Regions from separate parts of the Mus musculus genome. Here regions 1 and 2 are each linked to region 3. A link is a contact called in public HiChIP or PLAC-seq and Micro-C data. All regions are on one chromosome and are shown on one strand. Each heading gives the region's core, a stretch centred on a gene start, on an enhancer-like site or on the middle of the called end of the contact. The rest is flanking DNA. Distances are from core to core; before and after follow the strand shown. Region 1 holds the start of Rnf130 (ring finger protein 130). Region 2 holds the start of Zfp62 (zinc finger protein 62). Region 3 holds the start of Cnot6 (CCR4-NOT transcription complex, subunit 6).

Region 1 (2,756 bases), core at 245-2,744, 310 kb before region 3:
ACAGAGCAGGCAGCAAATATTTATTGAATGGAGCAAAGAAAAAAAAACTGTTCCTATGGTCAAATAGGGACCTTAAGTACTGCTTCTAACCTAGTGGAATAAGAAATACACTGGTGTAAAAATGACCGTTTAAGAGCCCAGTCTAAGTTGAAGAAAGACAACAGTAAAACCTTATGCCCCAAGCCAGTATGCCTCAACAACAACTGCTTAATATATGTTATACAAATACCGAGCTCAGAGAGCATATTTTAATATTTTAGACTATAAAAGCAAACACTATTGCCTAGATTAGGTCATCTGAACACGAATAGCAATTTTGGTTTTTAATCCTCTCAACATTGTAAGGTGAGAACGGGAGGATATAGAAGATGGGAGACATCTCCCCGAAGTCCAGCCTGCCAAAGTCCCCAAATGTCACACTCCACGGAGAAATGTCCTTTAAAACACGGCCAGTAATTAACAAATACCAGTTTACACCAAATCATTAAGAATTCACAGCCAGCATACACAAAGGGAACGCCAAGGCTAAATCAAATGGCTTCAAAGACGATTCCTGATCATTTTACCTTTTTTCCTTCTGGATGGGCACCCGTGACCAAAGACTTGGCTACTAGTTCAGCTACTCTCACATTCTTTATAATGTGAAAATCTCTAGCGTTTCATGACAGCACAACTATCGGGGCCAGAGAAAACCAAAAGCAACAGGGACCCTCTCCCCTTAGCCACTACTGGGGGGAGAGGGAGGGGGAGGGGGAGTAGATGGGGGGGGGGGCTCTGATCCCTAGAGATTCACTGCAGTGTTAAATCCGTGGGATTTCAGGAACAAACCTACCGATTCCAAAAAACAGGTTAAGCATCTCGTCCACCATGAACTAGTTCTGCGCCCCTGCACCACCTCCTTTGTCTCAACTGTCCCTGAAAACTCGCATTCCAGTGCCCTCCAGTAAACAAGCTAACTAAATGAAAAAGAGGAGGACGTTCTAAGTCTCGCTCTCTTTTAGTTTTAGGGTGAAATGCAGCAGGGTTTCTGGAGCCTCTTTCCTCAGCGGGGAGCAGGCCAGGCTCCACAGCGCGAGGACCTCGAGCCCCCTGGGCCGGCGGCCGAACGGCGCGCAGACCCCCGGCCACGCCGCCCCCGCGACCCCCGCCCGGCTTCGGGCTTCGGCTCCGGCCTCACCTCCGTGGATGGGCAGCGGTGCCAGCACCTGGCCGCGGACCTCGGCCTTGGGTGAGTCGAGCCCGTAGCGCCCGCGGTCGATGCGGAACGTGAGCGGGGTGCCGCGGCCGGGCTCCTGCACCGTCACGTTGATGAGCGCCGTGTAGTACTCCTGGCTCGCGTTGTCCGCTCGCGTCGGCCACAGGCTGCAAGTCAGCAGGGCCAGCGCCGCGAGCCGGGCCGGGCCCGCTCGCGCCGCGCCGCTCATGGTCCCTCCGGCCGCCGCCGCCGCCGCCGCTCGCGGACCGGGCTCCGGGGCCGGTGCTGAGAGGCGGGGCGGGCGCGGCCCGGGCTGCGGCGGGAGCGCGCGCGCGCCTCGAAACGAGCCGGGCACGAGCACGGCCCTCCTCGGCGCCGCGGCTCCGCCGTTCGCCGCCCTCACGTCCGCGGCCCGCGCGCGAGTGCGCGCCCGTGGATCTCTCAGGGGAAGGACGGCGCGTCAGGCCGTGTGCTGTCAGGGCACCTGGAATGCCCAGGGACTAGGCCTGCGGACAGGGCCCCTGAGAGGACTCGGAGTGGTGGGAAGGAGTGGTCCCCACTGCTCGGGGAGGGTCAGCAACGCCGCCTCAGGCGCGTGCCCGCCGCCGCCCCATTCCCTCCAGCAGAGCGGCAACGCGCAAGCCCGATGCGCAAACCCGTCCGCTGCGCGTGCGCAATAGGCGCTGCCTGCTCCCGCCCTCCCGCACGAGGGCCAGGGGCGGTCCAGTCACCTGCTTGCTGGCACTGGGTTCAGTGAACTGCCCCGGGCTTCATACCCCGCTATGACCTGGATCTGTGAAGCTTTCCAAGAACCTATAGAGATGTTGGAGATACCACTAAAAGAAACTAAGCTAATCGTTAAGGTTTTAAATTAAATGTCTGTGAGAGCTAACATTTCCACTGGGTTGGTTGCATGCTGTACAATAATTGACATCAGTCGGGAGAGTGCCTTTGCGTTTGGGGCCCAGTAGACTTGGACCCAATAAGGCATCTGAGTGGTTAGCAAGGTCTGTTAGAGACGGATGTTAACTTCATCAGGTTGGTATGGTCCTCTTCCCCCACTCCCCCCTCCCCGCCCCCAGAATACCCAGAGCCACAGGCCTTCACTTCCTTTTTGTAAAATGGCATAGTACCACGGCATTTAACAAGGACTCTGCTCTGTTTCTTCAGTAATTGGGCCTCTCCTCACTGGGTGAAATGGACCCCAGTACCTATTCTCAGGATGAGACCCCGGAGGTGCCTGCCAAAGAGTCACAGGCTATGTTTGGAGCCTGCATCAGACTATCTCTAATATGAATCTCCTTTCCCCTCCCATTTGTTGGTCTAATCTTCCCTTTGCTAAAAATGTGTATGGTATTAGCAAGGGTTTTTAGTGTGTGGGGTGCTGATGCCCCTGACGAGAAGTGATAGAAGTCCACACACACCTGATACAAAACCAGGGTAGAGGAAGGAGTAAACAACGAAAATAATTTTATGGTTGGGGTCACTACAACATAAAGAACTGTATTAAAGGGTCACAGCATTAGGAAGGTTGAGAACTACTGGTGTAACAGTATATGGG
Region 2 (2,827 bases), core at 216-2,715, 510 kb after region 3:
TTTGGCAAAAAACACTAGAAACAACTCAAAGATTATCAACTGCAGTCTAGAGATTTATCTAAAGCATCCTTTAAAATGGCCAATCTGCTACATGTTTGTAAAACAAACAACCCACCCGTTTCCGTATGAGTTCTGTAAAACAGATTCAGTAAAAGAAACAGAGAAGCAGGACTTATTATGCTACCACCTGTCTGAATAAAAGAGGAACGACTTATATATTTGCTAGTATTTAAATGAAGAAGTCCTTAAAGTCTACTCAACATCTTAACAAAAGTGTTTACCTTTTAAGGTAGGGCCCAGAACAACCTTTGAGAACAGTAAAAGAAAATCTTGTTTTCATATTTTGCATTAAATTTTTGTTTTTTAAAAATCTTTGTATTTTAATGCCTTGGACACGTGAGCATTACGTATTCAAACACACACACACACACACACACACACACACACCCCAGACAAAAGCGCACACACACACACACACACACACACACACCCCAGACAGACAAAAGCTTCAGGCGTACACAAACGGTCTTGGCCATCTAGACTAACCATCTTAAGATAACACACTAGCCGCGGCTCTCTCCACCTGACCTTTCTTTCTTTCACACCGCTGCCCCAGGACTTCCCCAAGCGATCACTTGGGTTCAAGTGCCTTCGCTGGCTTTTCCCTAGGCCAACACTTTCTCAGTTTGCGGTGGGGTGGGGGTGGGGTAGGGCAGATGGCGGCCTCCGGTTGCACCCACTGCTCTACAGATGAGTTTCTCCTAGGAGAGGGCCAGGAAGTGGAGAACGGTCTGCTTCCAGAGCCGCAAGTGTCTCTCAACACCTCTCCCCCACCAAAATGACGGGAAGAGGTGACCGAATCAGGTCATCTCCAAGTCTCAGAAACAAACTTAACCGCAATCAGGGCAAATTTTTAGGCGCTAATAATCGGGATTCTCCTCTTTCTAAGCCCGAAACGGCCATGACAGTCAAGGAACACCGGGGCGGACTCTGGCCCTTCCTCGGCCCAGGGCCTGCTCCGATGGCAGCCTGCCCGCGCGCCGGGCCCGAACCAGGGCTCTTCCTTCCCCTTCACTCCTAGAGGACGCTCCCCAGGGCGTGTGGAAAGTCACGCTCTCCCTCCCCCACTAGGACCCGCCCGGGACCGGAGGGCAGAGAAGGGAAGGGCGTGGCGGGCCGGGGAGAGGCGGGAGCGTCGGCAGCCCGGGACTCACGTACTGGCTGTGGCGGCACCGCGGGAGCCCGGCCGCCGGCGGGACAAAAGCGCGGACTGCCTGGCCGGAAAGACCCGAGCCGCAGGGGCACTTCCGAGGCCGCTCTGGGAAGCTGGAGGACTGACTCGATGGTCGGGCTCTGATCGCGCACGTGACCCGCAGTTTGTGGGTGCTCTGCTGGCCTCCTAATCCCGGCTGGTCTGCCCGGAGAGGAAGGGGGTTCTAGTTGTCTTGGACTTTTATTGCAATTCCGGGGTGCATTGGGGGCGGGTATAATCAAGTGGTGTGGTAAAATAGATACTTCACTTCCTGCTTGTGAAGCTGAGCTCATAGTTAACAAGCGAGGCTGGGGAGAGTCTTAGGAGGGAGGGCTGGGCTCCTGGGAGAAAGCGGAATATGGGGGTCCCATACCCCTTATTTCTAAAAGACCCTCCTCTCCCAAAGCCAAGACCCTCAACAAAGCTCAAATTTCCAGGAAGCCTGCTATTCGGAGACTGCAGAAGAAAAGTAACTGTCTCTCTCCCGGATACCAGCAGCTTCGTGTTTGTTTTCCAATGAGGACAAGCGACAGAGGTGAATATTTACTTACCAAAGCAGACCTGGCTCCATGTTGGGAACAGCATCTGTCCCAACCAGGCATACCCTGATCTCAACTTCCCAGCCCAGGGGCTGAGCTGCCCTTTCCCCCAGAGGTTCCTCCCTATATAATCTAGAAGTTTTGGTCACTCTTGCTTGCTCTTTTTCTCTTCCTTTATCTGAGTGCACCCCCCCCCCCCCCATGGGGACTTTCCTGGCCTCAGTCCTCGGAGCTAGTGAACTCGCCCACAGGAGAGCAGCTTCTCCGTAAACCTGCCTTTAATCTAATCTAACTTGAATTGGCTCCTTTCCGTGGTGGCAGAGAAATAACCTATCACAGCTACCTTCCCCGTTCTGCCTCTAACAAAATCCCCCTCACCCTCCCCCACCCGTAACTACAAAACTCCAGTTTAAAGCCTGTAATCTGCACCAGTCTACTCCTGTTTTTTATATCTTTGTAGGCAAGCCCTAACTCACCTTAATGACTTGGAAATGTAGAAGGAATGGCAATTTGAGTGTAGTAGTATCTCGACTGCATTTGGGCACTAAGGTCTATGCATCTCTAAGGTGGTCAGGGCAAGTGGAAAGTCTGCGGTAATGTCCAGCAGAGTAGGAAAACAGTGAAGCCCAAGATGGAGCAGGGTCCTAGGTCCTTGTCAGGCCAGCAAGCAGCAAGTTATGGAGAAGAACATGGACAAGTTAGGGGTTGTTGGGGGATTCTTCTACAACCCAAACAGTAGCTGAGACACAGCTACAAGTGCTTCAAATGTGACCAGTGCCACTGAAGACCAAGTGTCTAATTACATTTCATTGAAATAGCCACATGAGTGCTAGGATCCCACTTACTGGATAGCACAACTCTGGGAAGAGCTTTGGGCACTTCTTTGAGGCCTCTAGAAGAGTCCATAGTCTAAATTAAAGGCTATCACATTAGGCTGGCCTGCTCACATTCCAAGATTTTGGATTTTTGTTTGTTTGTTTTTCCTTTTAGATAATTAAGTATAAAAATAATTATATCTGGATTGGGACACTTTTAT
Region 3 (2,700 bases), core at 116-2,615:
GAATTACACAAAGAAACCCTCTTCTCTAGGCTGGAGCACAGGTTCCCAGGGCACAGCACTGGAAAGGGAACAGGCCAGCAGGATGTCTACACCCCTGGCCCCTCCGCCTAGTTGTACCCTTTGTGTGAAATAGGCACTGAACAGCCTGAGTAGGTCAGGGCTTAAGAGTATCTTCAGGTAGCTCGTCTGCGCCTGTCATTTCCTCGTGTATGATGGGTGTCTCCATTGCCTTAACTTTTCCAGCGTCTCATGGCACTAGAAGCTTAGACTGACACTGCTATCCTGGCAAATAGCAGGCAATGATGATCTCAAGGCAATGCTGGGGCCAGGCAAACACAAACTGCCTTGAACAGAACATCTGGTTCTTGGAAAGGCTTTTGTCCCTCGCTGCTTTGCTCGCCTAGTTCTCTTCTGCCTTAGGCAACAGCCATGCAAGTCCCACATCCTGGAACGAAAGATGGGCTTCCTTGAGAGGCATTTTTTTTTTTCTTGTTAGTTCCTGGAAGCCATTTCACGCTCAGTTCTGGGCTGATCTGCCACGGAGGTCGGGGTAGCTATTTTCCTTCACACAATTCCTGTCAGTCTATATCGCCAGTGTATTTGAAGCCTGTTGGGCGTTACTCTTGCCCGTACACCATGACGCTGACTCGACAAGGTGGAGCTTGATTAATCCCTGTGTCCTGAATACCAGCCAAGTACTTTTTCCTGATGTAAGTATCATTAATCAGCCCATTCCTTTTCCGGTTTACCTGAAACCACATGTCCTGAGTAGACTATGTTAGCCCTCGAATGCAGCTATAGTTCGTTACTTAAATTAGGACCCCATAATTTAAAAAACAAACAAACCCTGCCTATTAATTATTTTTTTCCTGCATAGTTAGGGCAGGAACAATTAGTTGACTATTGAAGAGTGTAAGTTTTCTTTCTCGGAAGATCAAGACACTGGATAGGGTTAAACGTCTGAGAATTTAATCTGTGCTCCCAAGTGATTGACAGGCCAAGGAAAAAGCAAAATGAATCAAGAGGAGGAAAAAAAAATCAAGGGTAAAGTGGAGATAAAAGTGGACGAGAAAGAAAAAGAGCAACTAAACCGCGGAGAAACAGCTTTAGGAGAGGAGGAGACAGAAGGCGCGGAGAAGGAAAGGCGCAGAGAGAGCGGGAAGAGAGGCTGGGAGGGCGGGCAGGAGCGCGCCGGGCCGGCTCACTGCTCCGAGACCGGGGGGAACGCGGACGGGGCTAAAGCGTCGGGCTGCCAAGAGTCCACCCCCGCACGACGCGGGATAGTCGCGCCCAGCAGCGTCAGCCAATGAGAAGCCGGGATGTTGGAGAGGCGGCGGTGAGCGGGGCGTTCGCTGGCTGGGGTGGGAGGGGGACGGCGGCCGCCGCCATGATGCTTGTTTGCTTTCAATGAAAACGAGGGGGGCGCGGAAGAGGAGGCGTCGGCGTCGGTGGCGGCGGCGTCGACGGCGCGGAGGCGAAGGCGGCGGCCGGCGCGGCGAGGAGGGCGAGGCCGGGGTCCGAGAGGGCGGCAGAGCGTAGCGGCGGCTCGTGGGGTCCGGGGCGGCCGAGGCGGGCGGCTGAGGAGCGGCGGCCGAGGAGGGGGAACAAAGAGCGGCGGCGGAGGCGCTGCAGCAGCGGGCGGGACTGGTATGGTGGTTCCACAGGGCAGACCCCGCTGCACTCATCGGGAGGAGGCGGCGGCAGCGGCGGAGGAAGGCGGCGCAGCTCGAGAGGTGAGCGCGACGGGCCCGAGCGACGTCCCGCCGAGGCTCTGCTGCCTGCGCTCCCCCATCCCCCCCCAGGGGTCGCGCCCCGGCGGGGACCCCGAGCGCGCACTCGCGCACAACTTAGGAGTTCTCGGAGTGACGTCTGTCCGTCCCCCTCCTTCACACACAGCGATCGCCATCCCGTCGGTCCCCTGGCCGCGCCCCCCGCGCGGAGTCCCGGGGCTCGGCCTGGGTTGGGGGTGGGGGGTGGGAGTGTTGATTGACGGCAGTGCGGTGGCGTACAGAGGGCGGTGGCGTGAACCCTGGCTTCTCGGACCCCCGCCTCCGGCCGGTCACGCACCTCAAGAGAGGAGCTGGGGTGCCGGGACTAGGGACAAACCGGTGGCAACTTTGGAGAAGTGGCTGTGCTGGGGGGGGGGGGGTGTGCACTGTGCGGCGTGGAACTTGGCACTCCGTGGATTGACTTAATGCTCACCCTTTTTCTCCTAAAGTATTTTAAAGTCCGTTTAACGCAGATATTGGTAGGGGCGGGGCGGATTACGTGGCCAAAGAAGTGATTATCAGCTGAAGAGATTATTGGACTCAGGACTCAAGTACTAATTTCTGGAAGAAAATTTCCCTAGTTTAACCTAGTTTCAAAGACAGTGGTTATTTACTTTGGTGACCCCCCCTTCCCCCCCCCCCCCCCCCCCGCCTTGACTCTTTCTACCCTGACAACGGTCTTCAGAGACTGCTCATAAGCAACTGTAATTCTTTACTTTTAACTGTTTCTGCAAGTGACAACATTGTGCACAGGCCATCTTGTTACTGTGTTTAAATAATCTGCTAGAATTTGAGTACAGGTAAACCTGTTTTACAGGTAGATTGCCTGATTGACTACTAGGTCTAAATTCTTCTCTGCCTCTGCTTGGAATTTTAACTTTGGAGAATAAATGAAAAAACAATTCGGTGTGTAATAGCACTGTCTTTCCCA

What was found. A called contact is a pair of places that touch in the nucleus more often than the background predicts. HiChIP or PLAC-seq counts read pairs in DNA pulled down with a chosen protein or histone mark.
Region 1: a contact with region 3 is called in a Micro-C map of embryonic stem cells, with 4 times the contacts expected there. The contact joins the promoter of Rnf130 here to the promoter of Cnot6 in region 3. A contact is called at or near these places in 3 of 39 promoter capture datasets (cranial neural crest, maxillary cranial neural crest and pre-B cells), 4 of 484 Hi-C or Micro-C datasets (CD4 T cells, CD8 T cells and embryonic stem cells) and 1 of 115 datasets of contacts at active chromatin or transcription factors (embryonic stem cells).
Region 2: a contact with region 3 is called in an H3K27ac HiChIP or PLAC-seq map of acute myeloid leukemia, with 2.8 times the contacts expected there. The contact joins the promoter of Zfp62 here to the promoter of Cnot6 in region 3. A contact is called at or near these places in 3 of 39 promoter capture datasets (the 3T3-L1 cell line, cranial neural crest and second pharyngeal arch cranial neural crest), 3 of 484 Hi-C or Micro-C datasets (the N1E-115 cell line, embryonic stem cells and uterus) and 2 of 115 datasets of contacts at active chromatin or transcription factors (acute myeloid leukemia and memory CD8 T cells).

The regions. Positions count from the first base shown.
Region 1 is chr11:50,024,069-50,026,824 of GRCm38.p6, reverse strand. Rnf130 (ring finger protein 130) reads right to left here and starts at 1,494. Exons shown (of 9, transcript NM_021540.4): 1 at 1,178-1,494. The coding sequence starts at 1,424.
Region 2 is chr11:49,201,930-49,204,756 of GRCm38.p6, reverse strand. It overlaps Zfp62 (zinc finger protein 62), which reads right to left and starts at 1,465. Exons shown (of 4, transcript NM_009562.3): 1 at 1,219-1,465.
Region 3 is chr11:49,711,387-49,714,086 of GRCm38.p6, reverse strand. It overlaps Cnot6 (CCR4-NOT transcription complex, subunit 6), which reads left to right and starts at 1,365. Exons shown (of 12, transcript NM_212484.2): 1 at 1,365-1,733. It overlaps Gm36411 (a long non-coding RNA gene), which reads right to left and starts at 615. Exons shown (of 4, transcript XR_879826.3): 1 at 1-615.